Regions from separate parts of the Rattus norvegicus genome. Here region 1 is linked to region 2. The links are chromatin contacts, called in public Hi-C maps. All regions are on one chromosome and are shown on one strand. Each heading gives the region's core, a stretch centred on a gene start, on an enhancer-like site or on the middle of the called end of the contact. The rest is flanking DNA. Distances are from core to core; before and after follow the strand shown. Region 1 overlaps Inpp5b (inositol polyphosphate-5-phosphatase B). Region 2 holds the start of Inpp5b (inositol polyphosphate-5-phosphatase B).

The links. A called contact is a pair of places that touch in the nucleus more often than the background predicts.
Region 1: a contact with region 2 is called in a Hi-C map of liver, with 2.6 times the contacts expected there. The contact joins the enhancer-like site here to the promoter of Inpp5b in region 2. A contact is called at or near these places in 3 of 12 Hi-C or Micro-C datasets (hepatocytes and liver).

The regions. Positions count from the first base shown.
Region 1 is chr5:142,314,597-142,320,614 of GRCr8, reverse strand. It overlaps Inpp5b (inositol polyphosphate-5-phosphatase B), which reads right to left. Exons shown (of 24, transcript NM_001100755.1): 8 at 873-978. Among named protein-coding and RNA genes, the nearest start is that of Mtf1, 29 kb to the left of the region's middle. Within about 2 kb of position 2,789, at least 1 of the 93 cell types and tissues checked has an H3K27ac peak or open chromatin away from gene starts, as enhancers often do. A contact at or near this core is called in liver, where this site is marked.
Region 2 is chr5:142,279,751-142,285,738 of GRCr8, reverse strand. It overlaps Inpp5b (inositol polyphosphate-5-phosphatase B), which reads right to left and starts at 4,285. Exons shown (of 24, transcript NM_001100755.1): 1 at 4,236-4,285; 2 at 3,565-3,947; 3 at 3,123-3,217. The coding sequence starts at 3,621. It overlaps LOC120102976 (a long non-coding RNA gene), which reads left to right and starts at 4,252. Exons shown (of 3, transcript XR_005504990.2): 1 at 4,252-4,378; 2 at 4,697-4,802; 3 at 5,030-5,988.

The DNA of each region.
Region 1 (6,018 bases), core at 1,540-4,039, 36 kb before region 2:
CTCTGCCTAGCCTTCAGTCAGATCAGAATAGCCTTTTCCCTGAACCTGAGGCTCCTGTCTGCAAAGCTAAGGTAGAAGCCAGAAAGTCCCAATGATCCTTCCGTCCCATACCTCAGGACCTCATCCTCCAATCCTGGCACATGGTTTACAAACATGTGTCCGCTGAACAGCTCTCCTGTTACTTGGGTGTTGGGATGTAGATCTGGTTCTCCCAATTGCACACCTAATGCTCCACACAGCCAAAGTACCTCTTCAGATCATTTTCTAAATCTCTACACCAGACTTAGAGCGCTTTCAAGTTCTAGAGGGGTTCCTGGCTATTGCCTTATGTTAAAAAAAGAAAAATTAACCTGCGCTTTTGGCATCTGAACTGAACTTAGGTCCTCAAGTTTGTGAGTCAATACTTTATCTACTGAACCATCTTCTCTACCCAACCTATGCAGTCCCATTTCCTTTTTTTTTTTTAAGATTGATTTTATTGTTTTTAAGTATGTGTGTGTCCATAAGGGTCCACACACAGGAGTGCAATTCCCAGACAAGAGCATCAGATCCCCTGGAGCCATGTGGCCACTGGGAAGAAACCTTGAGTCTTCTGTCAAGGCAGCCAGTGCTCTTAACTGCTGAGATGAGTCTCCACCCCTTATGTAATTCCTTGTGACCTAGCCATAAAACAGTGAAGCATGAAACTTTGATGCACACAGCAGTCCTGTGAGAGCCTGCAGCTTGGCAAACACAGTAGGTCTGCCGTGTCCATACATTAGAACAGATCTTAGGCTTCAGCTACCTAAAATAACGTATACACGGTGGGGCTGATCCTCTAATGAAGGCTGTCTCACTAGGACGAGATATGAACAGAGGGAGGGCTGCATTACCTTGTGAGAGAGTTTTCTGGTTTATCCGGACACCTGGCCCCAGAGCTTTGGTCCAAAGGCAGCAGGCCTCTCCCATTTGGCCTCGAGCTGTCAACGTTATAACCACCTAAAGAGACGGAAATAAAGTAGTGTGTTTGAGTACAGCACACTTCTCGGATGATAGCTGAGAAGTCCCTGGCAGTGTGCATCCTGCTTGGAAACTCTGCAAAGGCCCACACTGTGCAGTGTCACATGTACGGAGCTGGAACAGTAGTTCAACCGAAGAACGGTTTGCCACTGAAAACAAAGCCGTTTTAGCTACTCCACCCTCTGCTAGGAACACAGATTACAGACATCAACTGCAGAAGACACACAACTGTGTCCTCCACATTCACCTGAATCTGCATGTACACATCAAGGCCAACCTCTAATACATGATGAAACCCAATCTCAAAAACCCTAGGGCAACCTACAGGCCTTTAATCTCAGCACTTGGAACACAAAGGCAGGCAGATCTTTGTGAGCTCTAAGCTAGCCTGGTCTACTTAGTGAGTTCCAGACCAGCTGGAGCTACACAGTGAGACCCAGATTCAAAAAACAAAGTAAACAAAAACAACAAAAACTTAAGGGGTTGGGGATGCCACTGAGTGGCAGAATGCTTTGCAAGATGTGCAAGGCCCTGGATTTGATTCCAAACGCCATCAAAAATAAAGGGAATCACTTAACAACCTCAGGGACTCTTAGAGTAGAATAGAGAAAGTGACAAAGGCATCCAACTACACTGATGGAGGGAAGGAAAGTGTGAACCACAAAACTCTAAAGATGAGTAGCCAGTTTGTAAACCTAGGGGCAAATGGGAAACCACATGCACAGTGCTCCAGTTCCGACTGCGGTTAAGATGGGCACAGATGAGCCTCTGTGGAACCACTGCACATGAGCACCGAGGAAAGGGGTGGTGAGTGACGTAAGCCAAGCGACCCACTACTGAAACAGGAGAGTTCAGACGAGCAAAGAAAGAGAGCTAGAAAGAGCCATGTGGCTATGGATATAGAAAGAACCACCCGCAACTCCAACGTCAGCTATGCCGCTGGCCTCCCAGGTCCCCTACAAACACGAGTCACATACTCACACATACACACATGATTAACATTAAATTAAAACTCACACAGGGATGTCGATGTTGTTCAATTGCAAGAATGCTTGTGTAGCATGCATGAAGCCCTGGGTTCAGTTCCCCAGCACCATGTAGACTGTGTGTGGTCTTTTAGAACAACCCTGCCGTTAGGGAGATAGAGGCTGGGAGGCCAGAAGTTCAAAGTCACTCTCAACTACACAGTGAATTTGAGTGTAGGACACATGAGACCGTTTCTCAAAGGACAAACTTGTGCCCCATCCCCAGGCCCCCTCCCCACACACAGTCCTTTGCTGTCCTCTGAGAACCAAAAATACACAAGAGCAGCATGCATGCCTGATGTGAGACCTTAGGTTCTAATACTGTCTTCCAATAGTGGGCTCCTGAGAAGCACTGCTATTTAAGGATTGAGAAAGGAAACACAGAAAGTAAGCTTTAAGTACCTGACAGTGCTAGAAAATAGGAAAGTGCTAAAAATATGTAAAATCATTATCATCATCATCACTACCACCACCACCACCACCATCATCATCACCATCATCATCACCACCATCATCACCATCATCATCAAGGGATGATAAAACAAATGAGAAGACATAAATCTCCCAAAGAGAATTCCAAATAACTCACGTAGCAGCTTTTCTTTCACAGAGGAAGCTAACTCCCTACTCCTTAGGGTGAACTGTGCGGAGTGACTTCCTTCCAATCCATGAAGCCGGCAAAGAAGGAAAACCAAAGCTCTGTGGAACAGAAATGTGACAGGCACTTCCTCGGCTAAGTGGTCAAGGTTCAACTGTGATAAGTCACGTTGATGACCTACATCCCTGCCGGACAGACTGCTCCCTGCCCCCCTGCAGAGTCCCTGTTTAAGGACAAAAAGAAGTAGTCCTGAGAGCTGTCACCAAAGGTCATCGAAAGCAAGGCAAGACTGAGAAACTGCCACAGATCAGAGGAAACTAAGGGGACACATGAGAGTTCAGTGTCATGGGGGTCCTGGACAGGACTATGGGTAAAAGTCCAAGGAAATCTGAGTGTGCGCTTTGGTTAATAATAATCTGTTGGAGCTGGAGAGATGGCTCAGTGGTTAAGAGCACTGACTGCTCTTCCAGAGGTCCTGAGTTTAATTCCCAGCAACCACATGGTGTCTCACAACCATCTGTAATGGGATCTGATGCCCTCTTCTGGTGTGGCTGAAGACAGCGACAGTGCACTCACATACATAAAATATCATCATCCATCTACACAGATCTCATACTGTTAACAAATGTGTCATCAATAGTGCAAAACAGTGATGCAGGAAACTGATGTGTGGTGAGGACATTTTTTCTGTACTGTTTTCACAGAAAAGTAAAGCTGTTCTGACAGAAACGGGGCACACGATTTAATCCCAGCACTCAGGCGGCAAAGACAGGTGGACCCTTGAGTTCATGGCCAGCCTGGCCTACAAAGCGAGTTCCAGGACAGCCAGGGCTACACAGAGAAACGCTGACTCAAAGGGAAAAAAATAAGTTCTAAAATATACAAGATTTTAGAATTGGGAGCTGAGGCGAAAACCCCACAAAAAGCTTCATCTCTGTCCAGCCTCTGCTCTTGTCCTGTGTCTTTTCAATCTTCTGCCCCAAACTTCCTCTCAGGCTTCTAGGGCCCAGCCTCGTCTCTAATTTTCCATGAACTGCTGCTTATGGTAACTGATAAGCATGTGGACGGCCAAATGCAGCCCAGTTAGCACAGCCGGCAGCATCGTACACGTTCACCTCCTTCAGTAGATACCTGATGGGTCTCACTGCTTCCTTTGTTTGGGAAGCCAGTCCTCCCTTTTGCCACCCCATGCCCTAGCAAGATCCAAAGCGAAGCACCTCTTCCCTATCTGTTCTCTTGCTCAGCTCCTAACCTCATTCATTTGCCCTTGGAGTTCAATTTTTCTTTATTTTCTTTTTTTTTTTTTCTATTCTTTTTTTCGGAGCTGGGGACTGAACCCAGGGCCTTGCGCTTCCTAGGCAAGCGCTCTACCACTGAGCTAAATCCCCAACCCCTTTCTTTATTTTCTAAGTGACTGCTGGGGATTTAAACGCTCTTAGCCACTGAGCCATCTCCCTAGCCCTAGTGTACTCACATACATGCACACATGGATCCGTCAGTCACGGTCTGTCTGTCTCTCTTTCCCTGATTTATTCATTTATGTACGTGATGGTCTTGCCTACATGTATGTATGTGCACCACCTGTGTGCCCGGTGCCAGAGGAGATTAGAAGACAGCACAGATCCCCTGGAACTAGAGTTACAGGATGGCTGTGAGCCACCATGTGGGTGCTGGATACGGAACCTAGGTCCTCTGCAAGAGCAACAAGTGCTCTTAATCTCTAAGCCATCTCTCCAGCACCTCCACATGGGCCTCTTGCTTCATAAATGTGAGTGGGAGCACAAGGAAGCCAGGCCAGGAGTGAGACTCCGTGGCTTGTCTTAAGAAAATGGCAGACAAGGGGTTGGGGATTTAGCTCAGTGGTGGAGCGCTTGCCTAGCAAGCGCAAGGCCCTGGGTTCAGTCCCCAGCTCCGAAAAATAGAAAAAAGAAAAAGAAAATGGCAGACAAGTTGAACACAGAGAAACTATCAGCTTCAATAAGACCTTGCCTAGAAAAATGGAGCTACACTGTCCAGTGAGAAGGCTCAGTAGGTAAAGGCTCTTGACACCAAGCTGACAATCTGCGTTCAATCCCCATAGGGACCCACATAGAGAAAGAAAAGAGAATTATCCCCTCCTAATTGTCCTCCGGTTCCACCTGTGTACTGAGACAGTTTCCCTCGTGGCCTCAAACCCATAAGGATCCACTTGCCCCTGATTCCCAGGTACGAGGAGTAAAGAACGCATCACCATAGCCAGCTTCAAAAATTTTTGTTTTAGCCAAATGTGGTGGTGCATGTCTTTAGTCCCAGCACTTGGGAGGCAGAGGCCAGCCTGGTCTACATATCAAGTTCCAGGACAGCCAGGGCTATACAGGGAAGCCCTTTCTTGAAAAAACAAAAAGAAACAAACAAAAAGAGGTAGACAGATCTCTACGAGTTCAAGGCCTACCAGGTCAATATACTGAGTTTCAGGACAAGCAGGGCTAAGGCTAAAGATCCTGCCTCAAAGACAGATAAAAAATAAAATTAAAACAGAGATTCAGAAGAGTGTCCTGCCCACCAAGGAGGCCATCCACTAGGAAAAGCAGAGTGAAGTTTTCTAAACACCTTAAGAGTCTCTATCTACAGGCTGGAGAGATGGCTCAGTGGTTAAGAGAACTAACTGGCTGCTCTTCCAGAGGTCCTGAGTTCAATTCCCAGTAGTTCACGACCATCTGTAATGGGATCTGGTGCCCTCTTCTGGTGTCTAAAGACAGCTATACTCGCATACATAAATAAATATGTACTATACAATGTACTCGCATACATAAAATAAATAAATCTTTTTTTAAAAAAAAGTCTCTATTTACATCATTCAAGAATCCGGAGAAAATCCAAAAACCACAAGCTCCACTGTGAGCCCAGGTACTCTGGGCCTTTAGGAAGCCCCCAGTCAGACTCCTCCAGTTTGCCCTGGGATGCTATGGAAAACTATATGATTAATGAAAATAAAATTTGCCTCATGGCACACACATAACAACTAAACAGAGTCTCAGATTTGCATTTCTGTTCTATACCTTTCATCTGATTTCCATCTAGTTCCTTCTCCCATGTCCTGGCTTCACCTTCTGCATCCCAGTAAATGGTCCCAGCATTCAACCAGCTGATCAGAGCAAGGATCTCACAAATACTGGGCACATATTTATTTTATGTATGCGAGTACACTTCAGCTGTCTTACAGCATATGCCTGTAATCTCAGTGCTGGGGAGGCTGAGGCAGAAGAATTACCTCAAATGAGACCAGCCTGGGCTATGGTGTACAGCTGACAAAACAAGACAATAAAAGAACTTAGGGCTCCGACTAGCAGGATGGGGCATACCTATAGTCTTGGTATTTGGAGACCACTGCTGTGGGAAGATAGCCTGAGCTATTTA
Region 2 (5,988 bases), core at 3,036-5,535:
CTGAAAATCATGCCAGTGCAGAAGCAGACTCGGGCTGGCCAGCAGACCAGGTTCAAGGCCTTTGTCGCTGTTGGGGACTACAATGGCCACGTTGGTCTTGGTGTTAAAGTGCTCCAAGGAGGTAGCCACTGCCATCCGAGGGGCCATCATCCTGGCCAAGCTTTCGATCGTCCCAGTGTGGAGAGGCTACTGGGGGAACAAGATTGGCAAGCCCCACACTGTACCATGCAAGGTGACAGGCCGCTGTGGCTCTGTGCTGGTGCGTCTCATCTCCACCCCAGGCACCGGCATTGTCTCTGCTCCTGTGCCCAAGAAGCTACTGATGATGGCCGGTATAGATGACTGCTACACTTCAGCCAGGGGCTGCACTGCCACCCTGGGCAACTTTGCCAAGGCCACCTTTGATGCCATCTCCAAGAACTATAGCTACTTGACCCCTGACCTCTGGAAAGAGACTGTGTTCACCAAGTCCCCTTATCAGGAATTCACTGACCACCTTGTGAAAACCCACACCAGAGTCTCTGTTCAGAAGACTCAGCCCCAGCTCCGAAAAAAAGAACCAAAAAAAAAAAAAAGAAGACTCAGGCTCCAGCTGTGGCTACCACATAAGGGTTTTTATACAAGAAAAATAAATGAATTAAGTCTGTTAAAATCTCATTGTGTATGTATGGCATATGTGCTTGTTAGTGTAGATGTGTACACACATGCCTATGGGTGGTCATATACACGTGCATGTAGAAGCTACAGGTTGACTTCAAGTATTTTTCCTCAGTTACTCCCCTTTTTTTTTTAAAAAAATTAATTGGTTTTTATTTTAGATTTTAGACTTCTTTATTTTATGTGTGTGAATGTTTTGATTCCATATGTGTATGTGTACCATCTCTGTGCCTACTGGCTTTGGCGGAGGTCAGACGAGGGTGTCAGATTCCCTGGAACTGGAGTTATTCATGTCTGTAAGTGACCATGTAGGTGCCAGGTCCTCTACAAAAGCAACAAGTGCTTTTCACCTCCAAGCCATCTCTCCAGTCCCTGCACTTTTATTTTTTGAGATAGTCTTTCAGCTAGAATTTTTTTTTTTTTTTTGGTTCTTTTTTTCGGAGCTGGGGACCGAACCCAGGGCCTTGCGCTTCCTAGGCAAGCGCTCTACCATTGAGCTAAATCCCCAACCCCTTTCAGCTAGAATTTATGTGCTATCATTTAGCACATGAGCTTCAGGGATCCACCCTGTCTCTCTCTACCTTCTCTAGCTTCTTTAAGAATTACTTCGGGGCTGGGGATTTAGCTCAGTGGTAGAGCGCTTACCTAGGAAGCGCAAGGCCCTGGGTTCGGTCCCCAGCTCCGGAAAAAAAGAACCAAAAAAAAAAAAAAAAAAAAAAAAAAAGAATTACTTCATGGTGAACAACAATGCCAACCAACCAGAGCTTCCAGGGACTAAGCCACTACCCAAAGACTATACTTGGACTGACCCTGGGCTCTAACTGCATAGTTAGCAACGAATAGCCTAGTAAGAGCACCAGTGGAAAGGGAAGCCCTTGGTCCTGCCAAGACTGAACCCCCCAGTGAATGTGATTGTTGGGGGGAGGGCGGTAATGGGGGGAGGATGGGGAGGGGAACAACCATATAGAAGAGGAGGGGGAGGGGCTAGGGGGATGTTGGCCCAGAAACCGGGAAAGGGAATAACAATTGAAATGTAAATAAGAAATACCCAAGTTAATAAAGATGGAGGGGAAAAAAAGAATTACTTTATGGGGCTGGAGAGATGGCTCAGTTGTTAAGAGCACTGACTGTTCTTCCTGAAGTCCTGAGTTCAATTCCCACCAACCACCTGGTGGCTCCCAACCATCTGTAATGGGATCTGATGCCCTCTTCTAGTATCTGAAGACAGCTATAGTGTACTTATATATAATAAATCTTTAAAATCCTTTGTGTGTGTGTGTGTGTGTGTGTGTGTGTGTGAGAGAGAGAGAGAGAGAGAGAGAGAGAGAGAGAGAGAGAGAGAGAGATAGGAAAAGAGCTCAGTCAGGACCTGCAACAGAGTATCATCTATGTAAAAACAAGAGAAGCCATGTGGACATGGGGCTCTGGTGAGTATATGATGGATGTAAGCATGAATAAATGTGTGTGTGAGTGTGAGTGTGTGAATTTGTGTATGAGTGTGTGAAGGTGTGTGTGAATGTGTACGTGTGTGAGTGTGTGTGAGTGTGTGTGTGTGTGCCTGCATGCGCCTCAAGTGTACCAGACCAGAGGAGACTATCTGAACTCGTGGGACTGGAGTTACAGGTGGCTGTGAACCATCCAGTGTGAGTTCAGGGAACTGAATTCTCTACAAGAACAAGTGTTCCCAACCACCTAGCCATCTCTCCACACCTCTGCTTTTAACACGGGTTCTAGGAATCTAAACTCAAACTCAAGTCCTCATGCTTGTGTGGCAGGCACTTCCTTCGCTAATGGACCCATTTCCAGCTCCCCCTCCCCCCCCCCCGGCCCCTGCGCTTGAGGACAAGGACAAACACACACACACACACACACACACACACACACACACACACACACGCACGCACGGGTTCAGATCCCTTGAAATTGGAGTCACAGAGATTGTAAGCCACTGGAGGTGGGTGGTGAGAACCAAACTCGGGCCATCTGCAGAAGCAGTATGCATTCCAACCACTGAGCCATCTCTTCAACCCCATCCCTGAGGTAGGGTCTCACTGTTAGCCTAGGCTAGCTTAGAACTCACTATGTATCCCAGGATGGCCTGGAATTTGTCACAGTCCTCCCTCAGCTTCCAGAGGGCTGGGATTCCTGGTGCAATCACTCATTCCTAGTTCAACCCTCTGAACTTTACTCTAGATAAACAGAGCTATGAAGAACAATTTGCATAGGATCACAACATCTGGATTTAAACTCAGGCACTCACAGGAGCCCAAAATCGGGCCAAGTGTGATACCTTCCTCTTCTCCATATCATATCTTGCTGATTATAAAAGGTTTAGAACACGGTGTTCCAAGAACACTGTCATTGTGTTAATCAGTCTAGGAGAGTCAGATGGAATGACTGAAGTCGAGTTGGAGGATACTGAAGAACAACCCATGGCCCACACAGGCAGTCTGAGCCCTACTTACGCATGCTCCTGGACGTCATTTTCCAGCCGGTATCGCACCAGCCCGAGCAGGCGACTCTGCCTGCTGTCTCCCTTACACAGCACACCTTGTACTGCCTGCTGCTCAGAGTGAAGGGAAACTGAAAGGCAAGAATGGAACCTCCCCATCGGCCCACTCCACCACGCTGCCTTTCCCCGCTCCTACTGGCAAATGACTTCACCTCTCCGAGCTTTCCTCATCTGCAAAATGGGTATAATAGTCCCCAACTTCGCAGCTGGTTGAGAAAATAGCTACATATTTAAAGCACCTGGTAGAGAGAGACCAGAGCCAAGTGAATACTTGGTAAATATTGGTTTACCTTTTCCCATATGGCTTAGAGAGAAAAATTTCCATACCCTCCATCCCACCTCCCAAGGCTAAAGCAGGCATGAGCTGGACGGCAGCCTACAGCTGGGAAGGATATGATGACGCAGTATTCCCCCTCAACCAGGGTCTCCTGGATTGCCACAGACTGGTCCATGCTGATCTGTCAAACCCTGGGATAGAGAAGTTGGGAACCTCCCATGCTGTATTAGAGCTGCTTCACGGCACTGCGGGGATGGAGGAGGCGTTTGTGGAGGGAAAAGAGAGAGCCTGGTCGTCTTGCTTCTCCTTCCGGTCCTTCCCCCTCTTTCCTACAATGGGCCTCTCAACGTTTCCAGAAAATGGGTTTCCACCTCTCTGCTCCTTGCTGGATGTTGCCCCAGATGTTCCCAGTGGGGTTCAGTATGCTTGCCCGTCTCCTTGCTTCTGGGTATATCTCTGATGCCCTCTTCAGGGAGCAGTTATGGTCCGTCTGGCTCTTCTCTTGGAAAGGTTGGTGGTGTGTCCAAATAGGGATGGGGAGAAAGACTTCGCCTTAGTCTCATCTAGGAGCGACTTATACTGGAGAAATAACCCAGCCCCACTGCTCTTTCCTTGGAGCCTGGAAGTGTCCCGTTGCTCCTTGCCCCTCACCCCACCCAACAGGCCCGTTGCATCAGCAGCAGATTAGGAGTGTCCATTCTGGCACCCACAGGACAGGGACCCCAGCAACCAGCTTGCAGACTCCCTCCCACTCTGCACCCATTTCAGACCCTTGTCTTTGCAGCCTACCTCCTGAGCTGTCACCGGTAGGCCTGCAGGACACCGACGTCCCAGGCCAGATCAGGGACTACATTTCCCAGCGGCCCTGGCGTCACAGGACGGACAGCCAGCCTGCAAGTCCCAGCATGCCCCAGTCGATCCTAGGCGAGTAGGTGGGGCTCTCCGCCCTGACCCTATTTAAGTTTCTGGACTCTAGAGTCTGTATTCAAGCATACTCAGGCGTCCCAATTCTGGAAAGGCGTGAGGAACGCCTTTCTCAGCCCACCAAATCAAAGGGCCAAGACCCCTGTCCAAGGCAGAAGGAAGGTGGTCATGTTACCCTAACGGAAAAAAATAATAACTTTTATTTTCGAGTTAATTTCATCCTCAATTCTTCACATTCAGAAAGGGACAACTTTCTATTTTCCTGAAACATTTCCAATTAATTACCCTGCCCTGACGTGATGTAAGTCACCTTCTCCTCTTCCCAGGTGGAGAAACTAAGGAACAGAGAGGCCAAACTGACAAAGCCTGCAGCCAGTAAGTGTTGCATGCCCAGAGGGAAGTCCAACTCTAATTCCTGTGTCATTTTTCCAGGTAGGAACTCGCAAATGTTCTTCTGGCCCATCTAGCGCTTCTGTTCACAGACAGAACATGAAATGTCTTGGAGTCTTTATCTGTAACTCGGTGATGACTACCACCAGGCTGGGTGGAGGACTCTTGTCCTACAGCGAAGGGCGATGTGGCCCTCTTGGCTCGTCTCTTTATTTCTTTAAAGATCTATTCAGTTCATTTGTAAACATTTATTTTTAATCTTTTTTAAGATTTATTATATATAAGCACATTGTAGCTGTCTTCAGACTCACCAGAAGAGGACATCGGATCTCATTACAGATGGTTGTGAGCCACCATGTGAACTCAGGACCTCTGGAAGAGCAGTCAGTGCTCTTAACCACTGAGCCACTCTCCAGCAGCCTCGGTTTGTTTTTAAATGTATGTGTATGTGTGCGTGTGCTTACATGAGTTTATGTGCACTGTGTGTGTGTGTGTGTGTGTGTGTGTGTGTGTGTGTGTGTGTGTGTGTATGCCCAAGAAGGACAGAGGTCATTAGATCCTCGGGGCTGGTTACAGGAGGCTGTGAGCTACCTGTTGTGTGTGGTGGGAACTGGGTCCCAAGAAAGAGCAATAAGTGCTCTTAACTAAGGAGCCATCTCTCTTATGGAAACCCCCAGATCTTTTGGACAGTCCTGAGTGGGTTTTGTTCTCAAATTCCTTTCCCACATTCTGTTGGTCACTTGCCCTGAAAGGAGCCATTCTCTTCCAGGCTCCATTGTTCCCTTCTAGGTTAAGACTATATACAGCTCAAGACAGGACAGAAGAAGCTAGCTCAGATTAAAGAGTCTAGAATGGTTCTCTCTCAACTGCTGGCTATCTCAGTGAGCTGGATGTTCCCTGAGGACCAGCCTGAGTCTTGCCCTCACACTCTTTTTTTTTTTTTTCTTTTTTTTCAGAGCTGGGGACCGAACCCAGGGCCTTGCGCTTCCTAGGCAAGCGCTCTACCACTGAGCTAAATCCCCAACCCTTGCCCTCACACTCTTGTGCAATTTCTGGCATAGTGGCTCTGAGAATTTCATTTATTTATTTTGAGCAGTACTGAGGATGGAACCTAGGAACCCAGGGCCTCACACCTGCCAAGCAAACACTCCAGGACTAAGCCACGTCTCCAGCCCGGAACATGCTCGTCCAGCTGATTAGCTTACTGAACATAATTGCTTTTCAACTT